Regions from separate parts of the Mus musculus genome. Here region 1 is linked to region 2. The links are chromatin contacts, called in public promoter capture Hi-C maps. All regions are on one chromosome and are shown on one strand. The core of a region is the stretch at or near the end of the contact, and the rest is flanking DNA. Distances in the headings are between cores, read along the strand shown. Region 1 holds the start of Il19 (interleukin 19). Region 2 holds the start of AA986860 (expressed sequence AA986860).

Region 1 (2,700 bases), core at 35-2,534, 210 kb before region 2:
TCTGTCTTCTTAGCTTAATAGCAGGAGTAGGTTCTACACCTACCGTGTGTGTGAGAGAGAGAAAGAGCGAGAGCAAGAGAGCTCTTTGATTAAACCCCATGCCAGAGTTACTTTGGGGAAGAAACTAGTTTTTAAAATAATATTCTTATCTATTCTTTGAAATGTTTGCTCATTTATATTTATTTATATTTATTATACCTTTTGGTCATCTCCCTCCATCGCTCCCTTTCTCCAGCTCCTCCTAGTGCCACTGCCTCACCTCATCTCCCTTCCAGCTTCATTGCCTCTCTTTCATTTTTTGTTTATTAATAACCTTCTGAGTTCAATTAGTGTTTCGAGTTCCATATGTGCACGGGAATGAGGCCATCCATAGTGGCGCAGGCAGCCTCAAAGAGAGAGAGTGTCTCCGAGAGAAAATAACTATCTGTGAGGACACAATTATACCTCGTCTTTCTGTCACATAAAACCCCGACCCCTGAAAAGCTTCCTGATGGAGAGTGGTAATAAGTAAGAAAGTGACTTGCCTAAAGGATCCTCTGGGCCCAGTATAAGGGCCGTAAGTTCTGTTCCCAGCTCTGCCACTAATTTCTTGAAGGAACTGCACTGCTCACTCTCATTTCTCTCTGCACCAATCAAGAACGAAGGGGACTTCCAAGGGACAAGATCAAGCAGAAAGAGATGACATGAAACAAACAACAAAAAACAAACAAATAAACAAAACTCCCAGTCTTTTGCCTATAGGAGAAAAAAGATTTGTCCCTAAGGAGTTAAGCAAAGTCATGCCGGTAAAAAAAAAAAGAGCCTGGCGTGTGGTAGGTCCTCCAGAGTTGTGTGAGGCATCAGAGAGATGACTTGTGTCAGAGCCAGAGGACCTGCAGAGTCTCAGGAAGTTGGCTGCTGACAAAGCCAGGCCATCCACACAGGGCTTTCCTGACTGTGCCTGCAGGGTACGGTTGGTACCTTGCCACAGCTCCTAGGAAAGTGGCCTAACTTGGATTTTTCACCATGAACACAAAATTGCAAGTAATTCTCATTTGCATGGTGATGGGAGTTTATTTTTCCCAGAAGCAATGTGTCAAAACTCAGGGGAAAAAAAGGAGGTATTTCTTAATAATGATTAATCAGTTGTTTAACAAAGCGGGGGTGGGGGGGGGAGAAAGAAATGAAAACAATTAAGAAAATGAAATACTAAAGAAATGGGGGGAGGGGAATCTCCTGAAGGTGGACCCACCCAGCAAACCTTGACAGCATTTCCTCTCATCCACCACATAAAAGTGAGCTGCAGTTTCTAAGTGGCAAAGAGCACAGGGAGAGAGGACTCTGCTGGAGCAGGAGACACCAGGAGAGGTGAGGCTGGCCTGGGCTATCCGGGGCTTCCCTGGGGTCATCCAGACTACAGGGGTTACCACTGTGCCTGACTTGGGTTGCCCAAGAGAACGAACAAGGTTTTTGTGGAATGTGGAAGCGTGCCACAGTGTGTGTGTGTGTGTGTGTGTGTGTGTGTGTGTGTGTGTGTGTGTGAATTTTCTTGTACCTTCTTTTTTTAACAAAAGGAAATGGAGAGAAGGAAGAGCAGAAAATAGAGTATGACGGAATTAAATAAACTATGGAATTTTCATTCCAGGAGCCTAACCTTTTGAGTATTAACTCTCTTTTTTAAATACAAAGTCCATTTCCTGGTTCGGTGGGACCTGGTCAGAAATGGGTTTCCATCTGGTGTGAAGCTGTGGTCTCCAGGGGAGGTAGTGATAGCTATGCTCGAAGAGGAGACATTGCTTTGTAAATAGGAGGCTTGGCCACAAGGAGGTGGGTATAGTGGCCAGCTGACCACGTCAGCTCTGGCAACCCATTTTATCCCCCTAATTCTTAGTTCCCTCCTTGGTGAGACACGGAGAGGAACAAACCTCGCCAGACACATGTGTAGGTGTCACCCGAAACAAGGTAACTGTGCAGAGGTTTTTAGGACAAGAGCTGCCTCCTGCTGTATCTGAATGGCCCAAGATGACCGGACTCTTTTAGAAGGAGCAAACTGGGGAGGGCGATGCCGCCTACCAACTTCCCTTGCCAGTGGGGTTTTATCTCCTTGTTTTGCCAGAGAATTAGAAAATCAATCTCTGCAGTCTAGGTGGACAGCTGACTTTCACCTTTGCAGAAGACATGAAGACACAGTGCGCGTCTACCTGGCTCCTGGGCATGACGTTGATTCTCTGCTCAGTTCATATCTACAGTCTTAGGAGATGTCTGATTTCTGTGGACATGCGCCTCATAGAAAAGAGTTTCCACGAGATCAAGAGAGCCATGGTGAGCATGGGTTGTCTGACCTTACATCTTAGAGCACAAGGCAAGTTCCTGCCAGTTCCTTGTTAGGGATCCTGAAAATGTAGAGGGTTCTCATTGATGTCTGTCCCGTTCTTCACAGCAAACTAAGGACACCTTTAAAAATGTCACCATCCTGTCCCTGGAGAACCTCAGGAGCATTAAGGTACCATTTGGTTTGTGTCTCTTGTGCTAAGAATCGACTCCCTGACCAGTACTCCCTTATGTTGTTGATTGAGCCTAGTCTTTAACAGCTGAGCCATCTCTCCAGGCCCCTAGTACTCTCTTAAATGTCCAGCCTTCTTTGTCATCTAAGCAGTTTGGGCACATCAGTATCCCAGTGACTTTGAAATCGTGGGCATGGCCAAAGAAGTGACTCTTCAT
Region 2 (2,700 bases), core at 131-2,630:
GAGCGAGCTTATTGCTCCCCTGACTGCACTTCCGTGGCAGCTTCTTTAGACAGATGCTCCAGCTACACTTTGTGTCCACAGGGACATCTGAAGAAACACGAAGCATAAGCCCCACCCAAGCCTCTACTCCTATGGACTCTGCCGCATCACTCTGACCTGAGCCCCAGTTGGAAGTCTGGCTAGGTTTGGTATGTTGAGATGAAATAAAATGTGGGTGAGGCCCAGCATGGCCAAGTAACTTTTTTTTTTTTTTTGGTCTACATCGATCAACAGGTAAAATCAGAGATTTAACTAGCTAGTAGACCCTGAGTAAATTTGATCGGAGTTAGAATATTTGTGGGTTTTCCAAAGATAAAATGCTAGCTGGAGTTGGAGTTTCCTCCATATTTCCAAGCCTCAATTCTCCTTGCAAATAATCTAGCTCGGTTCAGACTTTACATATCTGCACAGAGTGCGCCATTATCAACTAACACACACACTGCACCCCTTATTTAAATAAAGATAGACACTGAGCCATGGAGAATTTCCTTTTACAAATGGAATGGAAAACTAAGGTACCTGGCTCACTCACATGACCCTCCCCTCCATTTGACTCCCTGTGCTCCAATTATCCAGTCACTCCATCCCTTTCAAAATCACTACTTCATCTTAGTGCTCTAGAGATGGAAATTTCCAAATTCTAGGAAAAGGTGGATTTTGTTGTTGGTTTTTTTTTTTTTTTTTTTTTTTTTTTTGAGTCAGGTCTTTCCAGGTAGGATAGGCTAGCCTGGAACTTGCTGTATTTCCCAGCAGCCTGGCTTCAAACTTTCCATCCTCCATCTTCAGAGTACTATGATTATGGGTGGATACCACCATGCCTGGGTCTGGCTTCTGTTTGTTCAATATGATTATGTAAGTTAAATAAAGAAACGGAAGAGATGTCCCCCGGTCCTCCATAAAAATATTCCAATTCTGGAAAATCTCAGGCTAACGGAGAGATTTGATCAACAGAGATTGAAAACCCCAGGTCCGGTGTAAAGGGTCAGACACTCTTACAGCACTCCCCAGCACAGCCCTATATATAGCTTTGCCTTCCCTTAAAAGCTTTTCCCTTGCTGCAGAATAAGCAATAGTTGGTTAGTGATTGACTCACCTTCTCTGGGTTGGGGTCTGAAGACAAGAACGTAATGCCCTTCTATTCCAGAGGGCAGAGATGGAGACCGCTTGCCTCTCAGGCCGTGTCTCCTACTGGTTTCTTCCTTTGACCTCCTCCTGACTTACCTAGACAGGTAAAAGCTTCACCCGCGCTGCATGGACACACCCTGCTACTGACTCTAAGCCAATCCTAGCTTCCCTCCCTACTCCTCATTCCAGCTGTTCAGTCAGGGAGGACTCAGGAGGGGAATCAGCCAGGAGGTGCTTCTCTGTCTTGGTCAATCACCTCCTGCCCCCGCCTCCCCACCCCACCCCCTCTTTACTTAGAGAGCCAATGAACTGCTACAAAGAAAGGGTAGGCGTGGTAGAAGGCTGGAGCTGGTTTGAGCTGAGTGGAAGGAGAGTAAAGAGAGTTTGGCAGGGTGGAGGCAGATCAATGGGACTCGACTTTCCGTCTTGAAAGGAACGCATCAGTCTGCTGCGCTCTATGGGCCCACTGAGAACCGGATTTGTTGTTTAGACAAGCCTTCCTCCACTTGAAGCTGAAAGTATTCTCCAGACTGCCTGCCATTCTGGTGCCTAATTTTGTAACCAGCTTTTCTAACTGCTCAGTCATTGACAGTTTCATATCCAGAAGAGGTTTCAAGGGTCTCAAGGTTAGGGATGTAGCTGAGTCACCCAGTCCCCAGAGCTTGCTGACAACTGTCCTGGCTTTTTTGTTTCTGGGGAAATAAAACTAATCTCTCTCTCTCTCTCTCTCTCTCTCTCTCTCTCTCTCTCTCTCCTATAGGAGGTATTTTCCGGATTTAAAAAAAAAAAAAAAAGCTTGATCAGCCAAAAAGGAGATATAGCACTTGAACTCTGTCATTTGGGTCTCTGGTCCCTTTTGGCTGCTTCGAGAAGGTGGCAATAGATATTAAACAAAAATAAAGTCAGCTGCCAACCAGTCTAGCAAGTACTTCTTTTGAGGGGAAATGTCTGGCATGCTTATGGAAAAGAGTAGGTCAGGGAGCCTCCTGCTTCCTGGAAGAAATCACCTCCAGGTACAGAGGCCACTTGCCAGACAGCAGTTCTGCTATTTCCCTGAATATAGGCTGAATATAGGCCATCCCCAGTAACCTTCAACTTTTAAAGGTGTATCACTTGCCAGCAGCAAAAAGAAAAGAAAAATTAGAAAAACCAAACCAAAATACCTCATGCACGAACCACTCAGTTTAAGCCCCTGCTGTATGCTGGCTATTACCTTAAGCATTTCTATGTCTTATTTAACTTTTGCTCCAACTTAGAAGCATTGCCCAATTCTTACAGCCCACACCTCACCAGGAGGTTAAATGACATGCCTGATATTTCCCAAGTAGTAGTAGAGCAGATATTTTAATCCAGATTGTCCACTCCCAGCTTGCTTCACAGTTACTGTTCCCGATTCTGTGACTGGATGCTCTGGTGAAAGCAATGTAAAGGAGGAAGGACTTGTTTGGGTTTCAGTTCAATGGCACACCGTGCTGGGAGGTCCTGGTGGTAGATGCTCCGGCCAGCTGGTCACACTGTATGCCTAGTCAAGAAGCA

Evidence for each region. Capture Hi-C pulls out chosen DNA fragments and counts their contacts.
Region 1: a promoter capture Hi-C map of adipose tissue shows a contact between it and region 2. The contact joins the promoter of Il19 here to the promoter of AA986860 in region 2. A contact is called at or near these places in 2 of 39 promoter capture datasets (the C10 cell line and the HPC-7 cell line) and 3 of 9 other capture datasets (adipose tissue, liver and pancreatic islet).

The regions. Positions count from the first base shown.
Region 1 is chr1:130,938,699-130,941,398 of GRCm38.p6, reverse strand. Il19 (interleukin 19) reads left to right here and starts at 1,284. Exons shown (of 6, transcript NM_001009940.2): 1 at 1,284-1,347; 2 at 2,121-2,301; 3 at 2,420-2,482. The coding sequence starts at 2,158.
Region 2 is chr1:130,730,656-130,733,355 of GRCm38.p6, reverse strand. It overlaps AA986860 (expressed sequence AA986860), which reads right to left and starts at 1,380. Exons shown (of 4, transcript NM_177604.3): 1 at 1,133-1,380.